Regions from separate parts of the Sus scrofa genome. Here regions 1 and 3 are each linked to region 2. The links are chromatin contacts, called in public Hi-C and HiChIP or PLAC-seq maps. All regions are on one chromosome and are shown on one strand. The core of a region is the stretch at or near the end of the contact, and the rest is flanking DNA. Distances in the headings are between cores, read along the strand shown. Region 1 holds the start of SRP14 (signal recognition particle 14 kDa protein). Region 2 holds the start of BMF (bcl-2-modifying factor). Region 3 holds the start of BUB1B (mitotic checkpoint serine/threonine-protein kinase BUB1 beta).

What was found. A called contact is a pair of places that touch in the nucleus more often than the background predicts. HiChIP or PLAC-seq counts read pairs in DNA pulled down with a chosen protein or histone mark.
Region 1: a contact with region 2 is called in an H3K27ac HiChIP or PLAC-seq map of skeletal muscle. The contact joins the promoter of SRP14 here to the promoter of BMF in region 2. A contact is called at or near these places in 2 of 5 promoter capture datasets (fetal skeletal muscle and liver), 14 of 47 Hi-C or Micro-C datasets (adipocytes, alveolar macrophages, blood and 7 more) and 2 of 2 datasets of contacts at active chromatin or transcription factors (alveolar macrophages and skeletal muscle).
Region 3: a Hi-C map of epiblast stem cells shows a contact between it and region 2, with 3 times the contacts expected there. The contact joins the promoter of BUB1B here to the promoter of BMF in region 2. A contact is called at or near these places in 1 of 5 promoter capture datasets (liver), 2 of 47 Hi-C or Micro-C datasets (embryonic fibroblasts and epiblast stem cells) and 2 of 2 datasets of contacts at active chromatin or transcription factors (alveolar macrophages and skeletal muscle).

What each region holds. Positions count from the first base shown.
Region 1 is chr1:131,240,054-131,244,247 of Sscrofa11.1, reverse strand. SRP14 (signal recognition particle 14 kDa protein) reads right to left here and starts at 2,687. Exons shown (of 5, transcript XM_003121602.6): 1 at 2,547-2,687; 2 at 2,325-2,397; 3 at 1,711-1,823; 4 at 81-113. The coding sequence starts at 2,570.
Region 2 is chr1:131,176,166-131,180,629 of Sscrofa11.1, reverse strand. BMF (bcl-2-modifying factor) reads right to left here and starts at 2,609. Exons shown (of 5, transcript XM_021097837.1): 1 at 2,201-2,609; 2 at 1,691-1,817; 3 at 1-255.
Region 3 is chr1:131,141,241-131,145,281 of Sscrofa11.1, reverse strand. It overlaps BUB1B (mitotic checkpoint serine/threonine-protein kinase BUB1 beta), which reads left to right and starts at 1,442. Exons shown (of 23, transcript XM_021097818.1): 1 at 1,442-1,722. The coding sequence starts at 1,688.

The sequences.
Region 1 (4,194 bases), core at 1,438-3,937, 64 kb before region 2:
ACAGCAATCTTAACCCAGTGCTAAATATTATGCTGACTCTTGCCCTGAGAAGGGGGACTTAGAGAACAGCCGAAACTCACCATCTGAAACTTATTCACTTCTTTGGAGCTCACCTGGAAAAGAAGGGGGAAAGGTCACCCTTGTCATCCATCCATACACCCTTGTCATCTGCCTCACCCAACAGCAACTCAAACGCCTCATGAAGACAACATCCTAATCTTTTAAAGTATTTCTTCTCAATCTTAGGAGTGATAATACACTAAAAGCTATTTTTCTACTCCACTTTCCGCTGCCTAAAGAACAAGCAAAGTAGCCCTGTACTTTTTTCCCCATGAGAATTGTACCAAGATGGGAACGAGGCAGAAGTGGGCTCCTTAGGAAACTGCTTCTCACCTCTGCTAAAATCTCTTACACAGATGACACTGACTTTCTCACCCTGGGAAAGATGTCTCTGAGAGATATCAAAGGACTTGGTACTAACCTTTTGTGCATTTAAAATACTCCCTCCCCATCTTATTTTAAACCTGCTTTCCATTCATTCAGGCTCATTTAAGTAAAATGCAAGCTACTGCCAGAAAAATTCTACCTCAGAAGAGTCCTTAGTTTTCTATACTTCATGATACCCAATTTTATTTTCAAAAGCCACATACGATGGCTTTTCATAAAAGTCTTCTCAAGAAAACTGATAAAGAGGGACTTAACAACTAATTATGGCCTAAACTCTCACAAATATCCTACGTCAATGTGACCAGAGGGCAGTGTGGTTCAGTGCCAGCAGAATAAAGAGTATTCATTTGGAATCCAAGGAGTCTCTTGCTTTGCTATATATTCAACCTCCACCCTGAAAGGTAACATGAGGACTCTTGACTAAGTTATATGCTCTCAGAACTCCCTGGTGGCTTGGCGGGTTAAGGAACAGGCATTGTCACTGCTGTGGCTCTGGTTGCCACTGTGGCAGAGGTTCGATCCCTGATCAGGAAATTTCTGTGGGTGTGACCAAAAACAAATAAATAAATTATAGGCTCTCAAATATGAAACCTAACATAATACATGTTTGGTACCTGAACCACAACAATAAGGGAATAATCAGCTTAAAAGTAAAAGCATCATTTGGGGAGCTCCCATTGAGGCACAGTGGAAACGAATCTGACTAGGAACCATAAGGTTGCGTGTTCGATCCCTGGCCTCACTCAGTGGGTTGGGTTAAGGATCCAGTGTTGCCGTGAGCTGTGATGTAGGTCACAGACATGGCTCAGATCTGGTGTTGCTGTGGCTGTGGCAGTAGGCCAGCTGCTACAGCTCCAATTCGACCCCTAGCCTGGGAACCTCCATATGCCACGGGTGTGGCCCTAAAAAGCAAAAAAAAGCATCATTTGGTACCAAGAAACTGTTCATTGAAGGCAGGAACAGTACAGGAACAAGGAATCAAATATGTCAACTGCTCCTTACATTGATACTATAAGGACCAATACGCTAATTTTACTCTGACAAGCGTTTGACTTTTACTTTCTTCATTTTAATTTTGCTCTTGAGTTTTCTACTACTAAGGTAATAAAAGAAGACCCTGATTCCAAAACAGGTGGGGAGCTACAAACTAGGCTTTATTTAATAGTTTAAAACAAAAAACAACAAAAAACCTGGTTCTGATAACCCTAACTTAAGTTCAAGTCTTTAACCTACAAAATCAGGAGTGTTAGGAATCCAACTCACCACAGTGCTGATCTTCTTTTTCCCATCAGTAGCTCTTAATAGACACTTGTTGTCCGCGGGCTCAAATCCCTCCACAGAACCTTTCCTTGGAATGGGTTTAGTTCGACCATCATCTGCGTGAAAAATGTATCCTGGTAAACACAGCCACAACGTTGTTAACAGACAAAAAGCTAATAAGTAGGGAAGGGATACAAAAGATAACCTAATCCCCCTCCAGTGATCTAGTCCTGTTAACTACGTATCTGCCATCACTCTCGGCATTGCTACCTTGAGAATCTATGTGCTACTTCCACGATGGGAACACTGTAATATCAAAGCAGATTAAATCTCACTAACTGTAGAGGAGTTTTGGGATCCTTGACAAAAAGGCCTGAAATGCTTGGACTCACTGGGACAGCCTCACTCAGGTGACTAAGTGCTGGGGACCGCATCAGCCACAATCCCTAATACTCCGGCCCGTCAGCTCTGGATGTGCCCAGCACAAGGTTGGGGGGAAGGCAGGGATGCACGGCAGACAGATTCCGTCTGTGGCTCCCAGTAATTGGGCCCCCGGACCAGGGAAACGCTCGGCCTTCTAGCTCCTTCCCGGCCTTGCTCCGTCCATAGCTTCTTACATTTCTTCAGGGTGATGAAGACGCTGCCCGACAACCGGCACTTCTGGAAGAGCCTCGTCAGCTCCGTCAGGAACTGGAACACAACAAGCCCGGCCCCGTTAGGCCCAAACCCCCTTCTCGCATGGCCAAGTCCCAGAACCTCCCACCAACGGAAACAGGTCCCAAGTAAGCCCCGAACCGCATCGGCCCCTCGGCCCCTAGACCAGCCAGCTCTCGCCATACCTGCTCACTCTCCAGTAGCACCATACCGGCACTGCGGGCTCCGCTCAGTCAGCACAAGCCCCAAGCAGTCGGAACCGGAAGTTCCACCCTGGCTGGGCGGGACTTCCGCTATTTTTCTGCTCTCTTCTACCCAATCCCTGCTTCCACCTTTTCCCCGCCTCACCCACCCCGCGCCTGCGCTCTGAGACGCCCCCGCTTGTCCTTTGGAAGCTCGCGGGCTGTGCGGGATTTCACACAAGCAGTGGGAGGGAGAGCGAGGGCGTGGGAAAGGTTCGAGGGAAACCTAGTTGTGTACGTTCAACTGTATGTTGGTCGAGTTTACCTGACAATTTGATGCTTCAATTTCCTCACCTTATAATAGTAACCACCTTTTAGTTGGTTGTGAAGAGTAAATGAACTCCTATTAAATCCCTCCAACAGTGCCTGAGGCATAGAATGTTTGCACCGTTAGCTGTTTCATTAGAATAAATTCCTTGGCGGTCCACTGAACTCTCCTTCTCTGACCAGGCTGGGCGGCCCCAGCTCTAGCAAGACTGCTACCATCCCGGGGTTCTTGTAAGGGCAGGTCCAGGGGTGGAGGTTGGGCCAGAGGAGTAGCTTTGGTGGTGGTGTGCAGAGGGCATGCCTAATACTTTGCTTTTGTGCTTTTTTGGGCGAGGGATGTCTTTTTGTCTTTTTAGGGCCGCACCCGAGGCATGTGGAGGTTCCCAGGCTAGGAGTCTAATCGGAGCTACACTACAGCCACAGTAACTTGGGAGCCGAGCTCCTCTGTGACCTACACCACAGCTCATGCCAACGCCAGATCTTCAACCCACTGAGCAAGGCCAGGGATCGAACCCTTATCCTCATGGATCCTAGTTGGGTTCATTAACCACTGAGCTACGGGGGGAACTCCCGCTTTTGCTTCCAACACCCTGCTTTTGCTTTTAGCTCTTCAGAAGTGGCAGTTGGGTTTTTAGACTTTTCGTATCTTCCTGCCCATAATTTGCCCCAAACGGCCGATATTTTTAGTGCCTTATAGTTTCTTTGTATTCTCCTGCTGGAGGACATGTTTGTCTAGGTGCAAGCATTGCAGCCGCTACAGCAAAGGGTCCCAGGTTCCTGCCTGTCTCAAGAGCGCCTGGAGCCATATCTTAGTTCACCTCTGGGCTCAGTGAGGAAACCTGGGGTCTAGGCCCTGCTCTGCCAGTAGTCAGCTTGAACCCTTAGACCTTGGTAAAGGCAAGCTGAACTCATGCAACCGGGTTTTCACTGAGGGTATCTCAGCCTGTGCCAGGGAGTTAGGGCTATAGCAGGACATAGGACAAATTTCTTGGGTTAAAGAAATAAGGAGGAAATAATAAGAAGTATAGCTTCAGATAATGAGTGCTGTGAAGATAACTAAAGGGGATGATACAAATAAGAGTGACAAGGGGACAACTTTAGGTTGGGGGTCAGAGAAATCCCACTGAGGAGAACTCTGAGCTGAAAGCTAAAAGGACCAGCCATTCAAAAAGATCAGGGGACAGAGTGTTTCAGACACAGTGAATGGCTAGAACAAAGGCCCCAAAGGGGAAACAAGCTGCCCTGTGTCCACAATGCTGAGGAGTGGCTGGGAGTGGAGCCCCCATGTGGAAGGTGGGGAGAAGGGACAGTATGGAGAGCTTAG
Region 2 (4,464 bases), core at 1,360-3,859:
CACAAAGTGCTCACAACACACAGACACACACACACACACACACACACACTCACTCACTCACTGGCCTGAGGAGGAACCACCAAGCTCTCATCTGAGTCTGAGCTGAGCTCCAGGCTCGGAAGCAAAAACAAAAGCCAGCAATCCCAGGGCGGCCAGGTTCCCTCCAAACGGGCTAAGCCCCGCCCAAGACGCTAGTCTCCACCCCCTGCTTGCTCAACACAACAAACAGGCTCCACGATGTGGTAAGAGTGTGTCCTGGGAGAGAGAGGGGAGAAAAACCCAAGTTAGTCATTGCAGCTGCCCTCTCAGCAGAGTAGAGCTGTCTGCCCACCACAGCTTAGCCTTAAAGGGGAGGTCCAGCAGCCAGCAAAGTGGCTAGCCTCCTCCAGTTCAGGCTACTCACTAGTCTTCATGACTTCAAATCTCTCCCCATAGCCTACCATTCCTGCCAGTGCTGAACCTGAGCTTGGTACAACCTGCCTCACAGAAGGAAGTGAAATTCAGCCCTCTCTCTGTGACCTCACTCGCTGCCCAAACTACTCAGGTTGTTGATAGGAGTTTCTTGGTGATAAAGAAGTTCCACTTGCTCCACCTGATGGCTCTTGGAAGTCTCAGCTTGGAGCCACACAGCATCTGAAGTTCCCAAGCCAACCCCCTATAAACACACACCAGGAACCCCTTAGGGTCCCTGGGGCAGTCAGAAAAGCAACCACCTGAACAATTAAGGGTACAGAGAGACAATGTTTGTCACTGCCAGATTTAATTCTATCCCCAGTCTTTTGCCTTTGAAGAACAAGCCAAATGGTCTGTGGGTTGCTAAAGTACTTAAAGAAATCTCAGTTCAATTTGCAAATCTTGGCTTTCTCAAATGCAAGCTCTCTGGGGTGCTTGCTCCAACCCTCCCTCCATCCAATCTTGTCCTTAGCTATCTATGGTCCCATCTCTGCCCTCTTTCCTGGAGAAAGAGGGCAAAACAGACACATGGTATTCTTTGCACTTCCCAAAAGGAGGTGAGAGATCTCCAGCTTATTGGTACCAGAAAACAGGGTTTCCCTCTGAAAGGACCAAAGGCTGTCCAGCCAGTCACCTGGCAGGGGCTTCCCCTTCTGCCCTTCCACCTCCTCTCTGCAAGGCTATCCCAAGCTAAGATGGGGCCCTCCAAAGCGAATCACAAGCAGGACTCATTGTCTGCAGTTTTCCTTTGAAGACTATCACCTCCCCCAACACCTCCCAGCAAAGCCCCAAAGTTCAACCCTGGCATGGGCTGGACAATGGGGGAGGTGCAGCCAGAGGGTGTGGCCCGGCAAGCGTGGGGGGGGACCCTTCCCACTCTCCACAGGAACTGCAGGTGGCTCTTCTGCAGGTGGGAGCCTCCGCAGGGGTGCTAGAAAAAGTCAGGTGTAAACTGGGGTACAGTAAAGAGACCCCTCTCCTCCCCTTCCTCTGAGCTGAAGTGGGGTGTCCAAAGTGGAGGAGAGGACTTCCTAAGAGCACTACCAGAGGAGGCTTTATTCCTAGCAAGGGGACCTAAAGGCTGCAGGAGCCCAGCCCTTAGTACTCTTAACAGGGGTGCTGAATTCGGACTCCTCCCAACAGAAAGCAGTAGCCAGACATTCTGAATCTCCAACAAGGGCTAAAATCTGGGAATGCACACACACATACTCATGCATTCACACAACACACAGCAGACCTGGGTGACTCCAGGAGAGAGTCTCGGCCTCCGAGTCGTGATGCCAGGGCTCCGCGCCAGGGTCCAGCGTGACGAGCACTCGGGGGCTTGGCGCCCAAACTCAATTGGGAAGGAAGGGAAAGCCCAGCTGTTAAGGAGAGGAGTCTTCAGACTCCGCAAGGGTACAGGACGTCCCACAACTCCCTGCCCTACCCCATAGTCAGATCCAGAGGCCGGGCCGTTCTCGGACGCCCAGGTCTGCTCTGCCGTGCACCGCAGGTTCCCCTGCCCACCTGGACTCAACTCCTTGGAGTCTCAAATGCTACTACCCCCAAGTTCCTTCGTGGAGCAGCGCATCTACAAATGGGTTCTGCACCCCTATTCCCGCACCCCAGCGCCCCAGTCCATGGTCACCCCAGATGCCCGAAGCCCAACCCTTCTCCGGCCCTCATGCGCAGCGCGATCCTCTCCCCACTTCCCCAAGGAGGTGCGGTCCAACTCTGCCCGGCCCCCGGTCGCCCGGGCGCTCACCGGGTTGTGGCGGGAGGCGAGAGGCGCGGACAGGGGCGGCGGCAGCAGCGGGCGGGCGGGCGCAGGAGGAGGCCACTCAGCACCTCGCGGTATTGTTTCCAAAATACGCCCGCTCGGGGCATCCCGCAAACAGCTGATGAGGCCCCGCCTCCCACGCGTCACACCGACAGCTGGCCAATGGCGAGTGGAGCCCCAAGTCCTGGGCTGGGCGTCTGCCAGGGACAGTCACGAATATACGAAACTTTCCTTGGAAACACTACAAGGGACCGAGCCAAATTCCGACCTCCTCCAGAAACGCAGTTGGAGCGCGGTCGCCCGCGCAGATTCGGTTCCTAATGCAGGTTCGGGAAGCACCCGCGAGTCCTTGAGTAGAGGGCGCCAAAGTGGCTTTTGCCTTCTCTTTCAAGGGAATGCGCTGAACATTTTTGGCGCGTCCTGAAAGGGAGGGGAAGGAGGAGGAGGGGAGGTTTTAGACACAGCTGGAGGCCTTGGTGGGTGCAGGATGCTGGTGGTCCCTGTGGATTTTGGCCACTGGTGGCAAAGCGTCCTCCTGCCTGCTGGTCAGAAGAAAACTCCAGGCGTTCCCCTTATGGCTCAGCGGTATGGAACGCGACTAGTATCCACGTCCATGAGGCCGCGGCTTGGATCTCTGGCCTCACTCAGTGGGTTAAACGGTGTTGCGGTGAGCTGTGGTGTAGGTCGCAGACGCGACTCTGGCTCCCATCCAACACTGCTGTGGCGTAGGCCTGGCCTGGGAACTTCCACATGCCACAGGTGTGTCCCTAAAAAGACCAGAAAAAAAGAAAGAAAAAAAGAGTTCCCATCATGGCTCAGTGGTTAACGAACCCGACTAATATCTGTGAGAATGAGGGTTTGATCCCTGGCCTTGCTCAGTGGGTTAAGGATCCAGTATTGCCATGAGCTGCGGTGTAGGCCAGCAGCTATAGCTCCAACTTGACGGCCATAAAAAGACAAAAGACAAAAAAAAAAAAAAAGAAGAAGAAGAAGAAGAAAATTCCAGGCCCCAAGCCGTAGGAAGCTTGAGAACAGGTGTCTCTGACACTGCTACTGAGTGACATTTATATAAAACACATCCGAAGGAACCCTCATGTCTTCTTCTTGACTGGGCATGGACTCTTAACAAAATAAACATCTGGCTGAGGAGAGGAGAGATCAAGAATACAGGCGATGCCTAGGCAGTTGACACAGGTCCTGTTTATGGCAGCATCCAGATATGTACTGGTACTGCAAGGAAATCAACTGCTTCCTGTAGTCTACATACTATGGTAAGGGAATCTATGAGCTATTTCACAAACATTTATCAAGCCTACATTGTGTCAGGTACTGGGCTAGGTGCCTCCCCTCAGGGAGCTTACAATCTACCTGGAGAAGTAGACTGGAAAATAATGGAAAGCAACATGAAATGTGTGAATTCCAGGGATAAAAACTGCTGGGAAAGCAGAAAAATTCCAGTTGCAAAGACTGGGGAAGGTTTCAGTGAGGTGATTTTGAGTTGGATCTTGAAGGAGGGGCAATTTTTCAATAAGGAAAGCCGGAAAAACAAATAGCCCAAGCTGACTTAGCATGAGCAGAATAAACTGCTGAACTGGAGTTGAGAACTTGTCCAGGGAGCAAGGACAGACAGGAGGGCAGGATCCAGGATCATTGGGTGCACACGGGTGGCAAGGGTTGGGGGGTGAGGTGGGGGTGGTTTAGGAAGGATGGGCATGGGCAGAGAGGTTCAGATCATGTTACAGAGCAGTCCCTGGAATGGCAGGCTGGGGAATCTGCACTTTATTCTGGAGGCAAAGGGGAGTCAGCAAAGATTTCATAGGAGATGGGTGACTTGACCAAGTCTGGATTTTAGGAAAGATAAATAAAGAGGCCAGAAATCAGTAAGAGGGAGCCAGTCCCTGCAACAGATTAGGTGATTGATGATAGGGCCTGACCCAGGGGACAGTGGGGACTGGCGGTGCTCTGCCCACCAAGCTCTCTCTCTGGAGTGTTAGCCCAGAGGAGCTGAAGTTTCCTTGTACCCTTTTCCTACCCATTCTTTCCCTAGCTCCCTCAAAGGGTACCTGAAAGAGAGCAGACCAGGTATAGCGAGGGCTGTGGTTGCTAAAACAGGAAAACACTGTCCCCAAAGGATGGAGAAGAGGGAAGAGGGAAAGTGGGGAAATTCAACCTTGACCATCAGCCATGTCCCCCCAGAAATTGACAGATGTCCAGGAAGAGGTGCTGGAGCCAAAAGAGGAATGCTATTT
Region 3 (4,041 bases), core at 193-2,692, 34 kb after region 2:
AACTGCTACCAGTTGCCACTGCACCTGAAATTCCACAATTAAGATTTTTTTCCGTTATGAATTTTCTTCTCCTGGGACTTACTATGGAAATACAAAGAGCCCAAAATCTGCTCTGAAAGATGCGTGAAAAGGTTTCTTTATGGTCAAATAAGTTTAGAGATGACAACATATTTTAGCACCCCCTGTAGTAGGCAGAATATTGGCCCCCAAAGACATCCATGTCTTAATCCACAGAACCTGTGAATATGTCACCTTACGGGGCAAAAGAAACTTGGCAGATGTGATTAAGCTTCAGGACCTTGAGATGAAAGGTCATCCTGGATTATGTGGATGGGCCCAGTATAATTACATGAGCCCTCAAAGCAGAGAGATTTTCCTTGACTGCACCCAGTGAAAGAGACACAATAACAGAAGCTGGGTCAGGGAGATGCTAGGTTATTGGCTTTGAAGATGGAGGAAGGGGGACACAAGCTAAGGAATACCTGCGGATGTCTGTAAAAACTAGGGAAAAAAGTAAACAAATTGTTTTGAAAGGCCTCAAAAAACACAGTCCTGCTAACACTTGTTTAGCCCAGTAAGACTAGAGTCAAATTTCTCACCTACCAAATTGGAAGGTAGAAAATTTGTGTGGTTTTAAGCAACTAAGTTTATAGTAGCTTAGTAGAGCAGCATTAGAAAAGGAATACACCCCCTCTCTCAGGGATTCATAGTGTGCTTGAGCTATTAGGGGCTCTTGGAAGCCTCTCAGGACTCCTGTGTAGCTGGACTTGTTCAAAAGTCGCTGCTCCCCTGGTCACATCTGATCCCATCATAGTTTCTTCCTCAGGAAATCAACTGAGACTAAGAATGTCTGTCGAAGCTAGTCTGCTGGAAGGGAAAAGAGGCAAAACCTTGAGAGCCGTGGCACAGCTGATTTTTCTGCGTGGGACTGTCCAGCGGAGGAATAAAGGCACTCCCATCTCATTATGGATGAGACAAATTGAAGGTCAGAGAGATTACGTGACTTGCTTAAAGTTGCTCATTTCACACGGCTTTTACAGAACAAGAATCCAGCTTTTCTCAGTTCAAGCGTTGGGCAGGAAACAGCTGGGTCAGAGCCGCCTAAGAACTCTAGACACATGCGAGACTTGGGGCAGACAGCAGTGTGTGGTCATAGCCTGGCCAGCCACCCCAAAAAAGAGTCAGGCTAAGCGCACGCACTCAAAAATATCTCACTATACTGAAGACATCGGATAAATCCTAGTGCTTCAAATGTCCCTCACGGCGCAAAGATTAGCTCTAGAGCCGGGACGCGGAGAGCACCTGCAGAGAATTTACACCTCTTAAGGTCGCGGCACCTGGACAGCCAGAGTCTTCAGAAACTACGACTCCCATTATGCACCGCGACCGCGGGCCCAAAGTCAGGATAAATTACAAGTCCCAGAATTCCTTGGGTGAGAGGCGCGAGCGCAGAGGAGCGGAGGGGCGTGGCACGTCGTCTGCGCGGGACCGTTAAATTTGAAAGTTGGCGGCTGGGCGTGAGGGCTTGAGGTAGCTGGTTTGTGAGGGGGTCTGGTGTGTGGTTTCGTCTGGGGGCACTCCGGTCGCTTAAGTACCTCAAAGGGCAGGTTGCAGAAGGAGGCCCAGGAGGTCTGTGCCTCAGAGGAAAGGCCCACGGCAGTTCGAGGTCCTGAGCCGGGAATGCAGGATGGCGGCGATGCAGAAGGGAAGCGGTGTTCCGAGGTGGGTACCGGAGAAGGGCGGCTGGGAGCCGAGCCTGCGAGCCCCGCGGGTGCCTAGCAGGTGACACCGGCACGGTCTGGAGAACAGGCCCGGCCGGAGCCTCCCTCCGGCTGAATTCGGACGCAAGGGACGAAGGTGAAGGCGCAGGGTTAGCACCGACCTCAGTGGGGTGCAGGGCGCATGAGAATCCTGCTGCATCCACCTTCAAAGCCAAGGAGGCTGCGGGACACCAGCGGTCCAAAGCGCATAGAATGTGTAGTGTTGTTTGTGTTTGTATCTCAGCCCAGCCATATGCTAGCTGTTTGACCTTGGTCACGTCTTAATATGGAAATGATGATATTAAAGCTACCATGCCAGGTTCTGGGAGAATTCAAGTATTAGTAATGTGACTACCTCCAATTAAGGGCTCAGCAAACTGTAGACGTTATAATTAAGCTGGTAGCTTAGTTAGAAATCTAAAATGCCCTTCCTTATTTATACACATTATCAGTTCTTCAGGGTTGGGTTTCTATGTGCATTTTCAGTAGAGGGGTACACAGTACTTAGATAAACGCCATTTCACGAGCTCGTTAATTCATGCAGGAAATATTTGTTAACCACCTGCTAAGTGCTAGGTGCCACAGATATTACAAAAGACAGAAAAATCCCTACCCTCATGAAAATTGAAGTTCTGGGGCAGGTTGAGGGTAGGGGCAACAGACAATAAACAAGATAAATAAACTAAAAGTTAGATGGTGGTCAGTACTTTAAAAAAAAAAAAAGTGGGGAGGAGGGTTGGCTCAATTTTGACCCTTCTCTCACTGAGAAAGTATCATTTGGTCAAGACTTGAAGGAAACTCAAGGCCTAGTCATGCATATACCTGGGGGAAGTACAAAGGCTGGAGGGTAGAGTTGGGGGAGGGAGGTGCACTGGGTGAGTTGCTGGAGGAAAATGAACCAGAAAGTAAAAGGAAATGAAATTATAAAGATAAGGATTCAGGCTTTGTAAGGACCTGGCTTTTACTGCGTAGTTGAAAATTATTGGCAGGTTGTTTTTGTGTTTTGTTTTGTTTTTTAAGAGCCACATCTGTGGCATTTGGAAGTTCCCAGGCTAGGGGTCAAATCAGAGCTGCAGCTGCCGGCCTATGCCACAGCAAGGCCAGATCCTTAACCCGCTGAGTGAGGCCAGGGATCAAACCCGAGTCCTCATGGATTCTAGTCAGGTTCATTACCACTGAGCCACAACAGGAACTTCATGAAAGTTATTGGAAGGTTTTGAGCAGAGGAGAGGAAAGACATGATCTGATATTAGTTTAAATGGGATCACTTTGGCTGCGGTGTTAAAAAGACTAAAGAAAGGTAGACAAGAATGGAAGCAGAGAGACCAATTTAGAAGTTAATGAAATAATCCAGGCAAGAGAGGAGATGGTGGCTTGAGCTAGGCTGGAAACTGTAGAGATGGTGAGATGAGGTTGATTTCTGAATAAGTTTTGAAGGTAGAGCCAACAGGACTTGCTGAGTGACTGAGGAAGAGGGCCGCAGGAGGGGTGTTGAGGATGGCATTAAGATTTTGACTTGAGCAGCTGAAAAATGAAATTGCCATTTATTTGATATGAGGGAAGGAGCAGGTCTTTGAGGAGGCAAGAGGAGGAGGGAGGGAGGAAGCAGTCCCGGCTCAGTTTTGGACATTTAACAGAAGTAGTTTCATTTTAAGAACAAGGGAAATCCAGATGAACACAAGAAATACTTAATCAGTTCTTACTAGTGTTAGATCCTGTATTAGATGAGGATACAAAAATAAGTGACATGGCCCTTATATTTACATGATTCACACAAAATAATTAAAAAAGTATGAGTAATTACAACCTAAATTGTGAATCACTCACAGTTAACTTTCTTGAAGGGAGTTTTCAATTCTCATCTAGACTGAGGTCACATAGAACTTTCACTTTATTTTGAAGAATAGTGCTTATTCTGTCTCTCTGTTTTAAACTCAGAGATAGTGTCTCAACCGTAAGTAAGGTTCTCTTTGACCATTGCAGAGCTCTGAAGTTCAGAGTACATACCCTTTATGATGATTAACTCCAAAAAACTTTTATAAATTCCCCTCATAGACAGTCCCGTCGTGGCTCAGTAGAAACGAATCTGACTAGCATCCATGAGGACACAGTTTCGATCCCTGGCCCTGCTCAGTGAGTTAAGGATCCGGCATTGCCAAGAGCTGTGGTGTAGGTTGCAGCTGCAGTTCAGATCCTGCATTGTTGTGGCTGTGGTATATAGGCTGGCAGCTACAGCTCCAGTTCGATCCCTAGCCTGGGAACCTTCATATGCCGTGGGCAC